Linked DNA regions of Zea mays: all the other regions are linked to region 3. A link is a contact called in public Hi-C data. All regions are on one chromosome and are shown on one strand. Each heading gives the region's core, a stretch centred on a gene start, on an enhancer-like site or on the middle of the called end of the contact. The rest is flanking DNA. Distances are from core to core; before and after follow the strand shown.

Region 1 (2,700 bases), core at 146-2,645, 150 kb before region 3:
CAAATTTTTTCAGAACTGAAAGTGATATTTTTTTTGTATGATCGGAATTGGAGGGTTCAAATGACGAAGGAATTCCAGAAATCTATAATATGTATGCCTTTTCTATAGTCTCCTTGGGGGCACAACTTAGATAAGAGCAGGTTAGCTGAATGCTCTCTAAGAGGTGAAGTTTTCCACGACTTTCTTCCGGACTGTATGCAATTGTGCCTCATCGTCTGTAGCAGTAGGGCGAGATGTCTGGTAGGCGACCTACATAAAATACCTGGCTTAGATACGTGGATTTGGATAAAAGTTATAAACTTTTTCTTGTTTTTGGAGAAACATGTAAGATACCAATATGTGTACGTTGATGCTTTCATCACAAAAGTCAAGATGGCCGAGTTGGTCTAAGGCGCCAGTTTCAGGTACTGGTCCGAAAGGGCATGGGTTCAAATCCCATTCTTGACATTATATTTTTTTTATTTTTACTCTTTTGTAACAAGTCTTGGTAATTTGTATAAAAACTTATTGTATTTTTATCTTTTGCCTTTTCTATCTTCCGGTTAACCTTATCTTATTTTTTACCCTTTTAAATAGTCTGGGTTCAAGTCTATTTCGTTTTTTTTTGTAATAGAACTTCTGTCGTTTAGGATCCCAAAAGAACAAAGTAACCATGTTTACTTATATATCCCATTCTTGACATTATTTTTTTACTCTTTTGTAACAAGTCTTGGTAATTTGTATAAAAACTTATTGTATTTTTATCTTTTGCCTTTTCTATCTTCCAGTTAACCTTATCTTATTTTTTTACCCTTTTAAATAGTCTGGGTTCAAGTCTATTTCGTTTTTTTTTGTAATAGAACTTCTGTCGTTTAGGATCCCAAAAGAACAAAGTAACCATGTTTACTTATATAGGGGTATCCCTTTTTTAGATTTTGTTTTTTTCAGGGTTCCAAGTCTACTCAGTCAGAGCCTATAACTCTAACGAAAAATAATTAAATACGGGAAATTTCTTTTCCCGTTTTTTGTTTTCAGGGATCCAAAACCTATTTTTGTTTTTTGAACAAACTTGTAGTACTATCTATATACCAAAAGAGCACAAAGTCAGCCGTGATTACTCATGTATAGGGAAAATTGATGGTGGGCAATGACATTTTGTTGTTAAAAGAAACGATGATTAGCCCCTGGGCAGCTGCAGCTCTGGTGCTGTAGAAACGCGGGAAGCATGGGCCGCGCAACCATGACAAAGATATGAATCTCGTTTCTTAGATCTCGTCCGTCCCTACATTGGAGGGCTCCAAGGATGCGGCACAAAAGGCTCGCCTCCCTCCCGACCACCAAACAATCTCCAAGAATAGCGGGGGGGACGGCTATAAATCGGAAAATCTGCCCCTCAAGTTTGCCAACTTTAGGATAGGCCGTGCAAATCCATTTCTTGCCTTGCCGGCACAGCTCTGCATAGCTCCTCCCAAGCTTTAGGATTAGGATTTGGATTTGGATTTGGATTTGGATCGGGTGTGTTTCCTGCGTAACCATGAGCGAGATCATGAAGCTAAAGCGTGGGATCAGCACCAAACCAGGAGACCACCTCGTCCAAAATGGCAAGAGACCCATCTTTTTCAAACACGGTTTCAATTCAATTCAGTTCAGTTCGTCGTTCTTGAATATTTTTTTAGGAAGTCCGTTCTTGATTCTTCTTCCTTTGTCCCCCACTCGTACGACGTTTTGACATTGGTTTTTGCTGCCTTCGCAGGCCAACAACATCCATGTCACGAATGGGAGGAGCAACAGCGCTACTGGCCCTCGCCGCGGGCGCCGCCGGCGAGCCCGACGGAGTCGCCCAGGACCCCAGGCGGGAGCCAGAAGAAGGCGGTTCTGGGCAAGGTGAAGAGCAAGGCCAAGAAATGGATGCACATGCTGCATCACAAGAAGAAACCCGCGCCACCGGAGGAGATGATGTGGACCCCCAGGGCCGGGCCTGGACCCAGCGCGGCACAAGACAGCATGCCCAGCAGGGAGGAGCGACACGCCGCCGAGCACCGTGGCACTGGCACTGGCACCCCCAGGAAACCGCAGCAACACGCGCCTTCCTGTTCCTGTACGTCAGCCGGCCACGGGCTTCTCGCACGCATGGCGTTCCGTTCACCATTAATTCACGTCAAAAAATCACCTGTCAATAATCGAAATCAAAAGTCATGGTTATATATCGCGTGCACCACGTACAGCGAGCGATCCAGAGCGGGCGTCCGAGGTGTTCCTGGAAGCGTCACCGAGGCAGAACTCGCCGGTCCCGAGCCCCACCGCGCACAGGCAGCAGCAGCAGCCGCAGCCGTACTTCAAGGTCAGCAGCAGGTTCGAGTCGGAGATGAAGGAGGCCAACGAGATGCTGATGGAGTCCAAGAAGCTCCGCGTCAACACGACCAAGCCCAAGACCAAGACCGTGACGTTCGCGCCGCCGGCCGTGGAGCGCGAGCAGCCGGGCCCGGGCGGCGAGAGGAGCGGCTGGAAGAAAGACTGCAGGAGGGAGCTGCCCGGAGCAGCGGCGTCCCAGGCGCTCCGCGACGCGTTCGCTGCGGTCCGCCAGACGGTGCTCGAGATGGTCGCCAGGATCCAGGAGGCGGTGGCGCTCGTTGACGGACGGCGGCACGTGGTAGAGAGGCTCGTGTCGCTCGGCAGGTACCTGGTGATGAAGCTGGAGCCTGGGCAGGACGACACGTTGCT
Region 2 (2,700 bases), core at 168-2,667, 240 kb before region 3:
TTGTTCTCATATATCGTCCAATTTGTTATGAGCTCTGACAGCATTGAGCCCAATAGTCCAAATAATGCACCTGAAGCACCGACTGATATATTTGACACCATAAATAGAGAAGACAGCAAGCTGCCACCAACACCAGAGATCACATACAGTGTACCAATCCTTACTGCAACAGACAATCGTCAATCAATGGTCAAGTTATATGATCACAGGCCTTGAAATAACAGGTTACAATCTAGATAATAAAGATGCATTGTGCACAGAGAATCTGTTTTCCTAAAAAAAGAAGACAATTACTGAAACTTTCTTTAATCGAACTAGACAGGGTCACTTACTGAAACCAAATTCCTTCTCGAGCCTGATTCCGATCATTAAGAGGCTCAACATGTTGGCGAGTATGTGGACGACTCCAGCATGCAACCAAATGCATGTAATGAGGCGCCACCCTTCGTGATCTTTGGTAACTTTACTGGTTTCCAGTGCCCCCATTTCCAACAGCCTGGGAATCAAAACATGTTAGATGAACCTTCAAGGTATCAAGATTATACAAAATAAGCCCCAAATTGAAGTACTGCCACCCGAGGGCATAATTACCAACAAAAAATTATCGATGGTGAAAAGTGATACGTACTTAATACATTATCAAACAATAAGGTTTATCAAGATTATATAATATAGCTGACCGATGTACTACCAATCGAGGATCTCAAAGACAGCACATTTCACAAAATTCTGCAGAGTTTCTAACATGCTCCACAATGCATACATCTAAATCAATAATGTAAGCCGAGCAAACTGCAGAAAGATCCAAATTTTGGACAGATTTGAATAGTGTGGCGTACGTGGCGGAGGAAGGGCCGATGAGCGGGTTCTCCTTGAACGACTGGAACGCGAACCTCCCGAGCTCGGGCGCGAGCCAGCAGCCCTGCGCGGTGGCGCTCTCGCCGACCGATCCGCCTATCGCGGCGCCGGTGGCCCGCGCGTGCGCGGGGCAGTCGTTGACGTACATGGTGAGCACGAAGAGGACGATGTTGGCGACGATGAATAGCGGCACAAGGAACGGGAACCACCGCCGGAACGGCCGGAACGCCGGCGGGGGCGGGGGCGGCGGGCGACTCCGGTGCGGACCGTGGCGGCCGGGGCCGTGACTCCGGTGGCGCTCTCTCTTGGGCCGCTCATCGCCTCGCCCGCCGCCGGCGGACGCCACGTCAATGGGGACCACCGCCGTCTCGCCCCGCCGCGGCATGGCACGGCCGGCGGCGGGGGGGCGCGGGCGCGCGGCCGGCTGGGACCTGGGTGGCGGCGCGACGAATGCGAGCGCGCGGAGCGGGGTTCTCCGTGTCGGGAGGGACGTCCGCGCGTGCTGCCTCGTGCTGAAGATGGTGGGGAGGAGGGAAGGGCGGAGACGCGGTGGCGACCTGGGATGGAAAGGACGGAGAAAGAAGAATGACCCCTAATTTTAGTGCTTCCCTATATACTGGGGTCTTGGGGAATGCTGGGACACTAATCATGTTCTTAGGAGTTCTCTAACTTGAAATTGAGGTGTTTTAGAGGACATGTTACAAATTGAATTTCACTCGTTACTCTTACGGATTTAACGAAAGTGAATACTACTAGATGCCGGCGTTCTGAAGCAGACAAATTTTATACTGGTTCTATTCCATTCTTGTGCGAGTGCACACGTAGACTAGAGGGGGGAAAAAGAAAAGGTATCACATAAACTTTGGAATTTAAATTTTCAATTGAAAGATGCACACATAGTCCATTTGAATTAAGCCGGAATTCGACATCGCTTTCTTTTGCGTACTCGCTGATAGGAAACCACTAAATAAAGATGGGCAAACCACCATGTCGCTGTCAATTAATGACTTGTTCCGTGAACTGCCTTTCCTTTACGTACGTTACAGAGAATATCGCTATGGATAGATTTGCCTGTCCGCGTCTGGTACAGTCTGAAAAAGACCTGGCAATCCATGGTCCACCCAGGGATAGTACACGACATACTGATTTTCCTTTCAACAATGGGCAGCATGTGTTTAAGCCTTTAGGTTGGATTTCGGAACATTCTTTAACATTATTTTATCTAACATCATCTAGTTACTAATGGATCAAGTGTTCAGTAACTCACATTACCACAAATAATGAAACATGTTATGACAGCAATAGCATAATCTCAACACGTCCTAGAATGAGTAGAAACCAACCAATATCACCTTTGACAGGATTTATAGAAAAATAGCAGTATCAACAATTCAACATGCTCCAAATAGGTTTATTATAAAATATATGATTGGATCCATCTAAATATGATATTATATATTCTTATATGACGTCATAGATACTAATAATTTTTAAATTTTATATTTAGTTAAAGTTTAGATTATTTGACTCTTCGAAATAATGATGAAAATCATTTTAAGACAAAGGAAATAAGGTTGTGTCCAACAGATCATATATATATATATCATATATATGATCATATAAAATAATATTTTACACTATAGACAACACTGTTTAAAATAGAGAATGACATAGAAGAGTCACTGCAGATAGCCTGAGCCTGAGCACACTATCTTACAATAAAGCAGCAAGATGAGGACTGCTGAAGAATTGTAATTTATCACAATTGAGTTACAGTTTGGTAAGCACAACCAATCATTTGTCGCACTATGTTTCGATTTTTCACAAGTGATGACTTTCTTT
Region 3 (2,700 bases), core at 170-2,669:
CCCACTAAACCAACTAGACACTGTATTTTTTCACCACGAAACCAAGCGTACACTATAATTTTTCTCCATACAACCAATCAAACAATGTCATTTCTGTTGAACTAAAAGTTTTTTTTCCTACTACTCCCTCTATTCTAAACTCAACATAATTTTTTTCTATATAAATTATTTTCACTATTTATGTGGACCTAATATATATTTAAGTGCACATGCATTATGTATTTATAGAAGTGAAAATATCTTATAAATTGAAATAGATTATGTGTGTAATATAAGCTAGAGAAGCAAAATCTAGAACCAATCAATATGATATACATGTTGGACCCATTTTTGCTACTTGGATCAACACCACACTGCCTGCTGGACCCATCCTTGCACCCCACTCACCGAATTGACCGTTTAGGTCTTGTTTAATGTCTATTTATCTATCCGAGTCCATGTGTTGAAGTGAATTACTATAAAAAATTAAACTAAATTCTACATCTATTTACCTCAACACACGTGGTGGAATGAGGTGAATATATGGCATCCAATCAGTTTTATTATTGAAACATCTATGTTATTGAAATCTTAAATTGTATTGTATTGTATTGTTTGATGTGTGGTTCGAGGTCCAAACGTCCGTAGCATCAAGCCCTCAAGTAAATTTAGGGTACCAAGACATTTTATTCTAGAACATCTCCGTCCCAAAAAAAACATTCTTAAGGGCCTTATAACATAGTTAATTCAAACTATTGTAAATTTAACTAAATTTATGTAAAAAGATGTCGATATTTATGATTTCAAATTTATATAATATAGTTTAGGATTATAAACATTGATACTTTTCTATATAAACTAAGTACTGGTTTAATTTGACTAAACCTACAAAGTCAATTCATTCTTCGACCAACAAGGGTAGACAAGGTATATACCATAACTAATAGGTTGCATGTGCATTGGCCATCTTCATCCATTGATATTTAGTACTACCTCCGTTTCTAAATATTTGACGCCCAACAGTTCATCTTTGAACTAGGAAACGTCATGTATAAAAAAAAAGAGGGAGTAGTTAGTTGGTCATACATCACTACTGTTTTTATATATAACATACAATTACTTTATGCAACACAAACTGACAAGAGCTAGAGCCGAGTGCTCATGATTCGAATTTTAGTAGCTGTATTTTTTTTTGATATTTTGCTGACGCTTGAGAAATACTCAAAAACGAAATTGAAAAGAGCAGTGACGAGCAGTCAACGTTATGGACGAGCACTATGGAGTTGGGCCGAAACCCACCCGGGCCAGCCCACCGGCAGTCCGGCACCCAGACACAGCCAGCAACCAACCAACACAAAAACGAAATTGAAAAGACGATAGGCCCCACCTGTAAGTCTCCTTAAGGACACGACGCGTGCACGACCGACATCCCCGAACAAAATCTCCTCCGCCACCAACCCTCGGAATTCGGGCCGCGCTCCACTAATCCTCGTATCGGTCGCTAATGGCGTGCTGATCTGGCACCGTCGCATACAGCAGGGCGCTCTTTATTCGCCTGTGTGAGCTTCAGCGAAGTTAATCCCATTTTCCGTGCCCGCGCCCGTGCCGTACCGTCCCTATCACACCGGATCGCCACTCGCTCCCCCCCACCCCACTCCGCCCCACCTCCGCGCCTCAGATCCATCCCCAACCGGCAACCCTAGCGCCGGGTTCCTCCTCCTCGGATCCGCCCGCCGCCGCGCGGACTCCATTGCCAGAGGTACCGCCGCCGCCGCCTCGCGCTAGAAGGGATTCCGATCTACGGCCGACGCATACCTTGCCGCGGCATTGTTGGAGAATTCCCATTTTGTTTTGGCTAATCTGAGCGATGCTGTGTTCACGTGACCAGGTGATCGAGGGGGAGAGATAGAGCTTGGGTGGTCGGATTAGGGAGAGAGGGAGGGGAGGATGTCCAGACGGTCGTTGAACCCGAGCCGGCGGGTGGCGGACGGGGGTCTGCCGACAGTCGGAGGCCTGTTCCACCCCAAGTCACGCTCGCCTCCCGTGCTTACTATTGCCCTAGTCGTCCTGGTAATTCTAGCTCTCTGTTTGTTACCCGACTGCTACTGCTGTTACTTCGAATTTTCCTGATGGTGATGGGGCATATGCTCATGTTTGCAGGGTGTCATTCTTCTCGTCGCCTACTTCAACAGCGGCTCAGGTCGGTTAAAGATTCTCGGTTAGATTCGCTCACCCATTTTCCTAATTAATGTTGGATTACAAAAGGTTTGTGCTTGCTACATGGCGATAGAACATGTCTTGTGACATGTACAACTCAAATTCTTCGCTGTAGGCTGGCAAAAGAGTCTGTGACTTTATAATCAAATTCATCAATTGTTTTCTAGCCAGTACATCGTTTGAGAGTGGGGACACACCAAACATGTACAACTGCTAGTTGTTTGTCAAAAAATAATAATGTCTATGTATTATCATGCAATTTGAAAGCAAACCGAGTAACCGACTCAGGCACTGTTTGTTTACCACCTAGATTATATAAGTTGGATTATGGTGGAAGGGTAGGAGGGTAAAATATCACTTTGAGATCACAAATAAGCTGAAATAAGCTATCCAATGCTAGCTTATTTATGGTCCCAAAATGATATTTTACCCTCTTACCCTTCCACCATAATTCAACTTATATAATCTAGGAGAGAAACAAACACACCCTTAAGTCAGTACTTA

What was found. Hi-C and Micro-C count contacts between places; a contact is called where the count stands out from the background.
Region 1: a Hi-C map of ear shows a contact between it and region 3, with 4 times the contacts expected there. The contact joins the promoter of LOC100276757 here to the promoter of LOC100272653 in region 3. A contact is called at or near these places in 11 of 25 Hi-C or Micro-C datasets (bundle sheath, ear, endosperm and 5 more) and 2 of 3 datasets of contacts at active chromatin or transcription factors (leaf and seedling).
Region 2: a Hi-C map of leaf shows a contact between it and region 3, with 7 times the contacts expected there. The contact joins the promoter of LOC100284897 here to the promoter of LOC100272653 in region 3. A contact is called at or near these places in 3 of 25 Hi-C or Micro-C datasets (ear, leaf and tassel).

Annotation. Positions count from the first base shown.
Region 1 is chr3:18,039,868-18,042,567 of Zm-B73-REFERENCE-NAM-5.0, forward strand. It overlaps LOC100276757, which reads left to right and starts at 1,396. Exons shown (of 4, transcript NM_001176649.2): 1 at 1,396-1,580; 2 at 1,733-2,077; 3 at 2,205-2,700. The coding sequence starts at 1,514. It overlaps TRNAL-CAG (transfer RNA leucine (anticodon CAG)), which reads left to right and starts at 367; the gene lies at 367-447.
Region 2 is chr3:17,947,250-17,949,949 of Zm-B73-REFERENCE-NAM-5.0, forward strand. It overlaps LOC100284897 (membrane protein), which reads right to left and starts at 1,418. Exons shown (of 6, transcript NM_001157792.2): 1 at 840-1,418; 2 at 333-496; 3 at 1-163. The coding sequence starts at 1,243. It overlaps LOC103649783 (protein IWS1 homolog 1), which reads right to left. Exons shown (of 11, transcript XM_008675497.4): 11 at 2,511-2,700.
Region 3 is chr3:18,191,729-18,194,428 of Zm-B73-REFERENCE-NAM-5.0, forward strand. LOC100272653 reads left to right here and starts at 1,420. Exons shown (of 7, transcript NM_001147111.1): 1 at 1,420-1,738; 2 at 1,868-2,049; 3 at 2,140-2,179. The coding sequence starts at 1,927.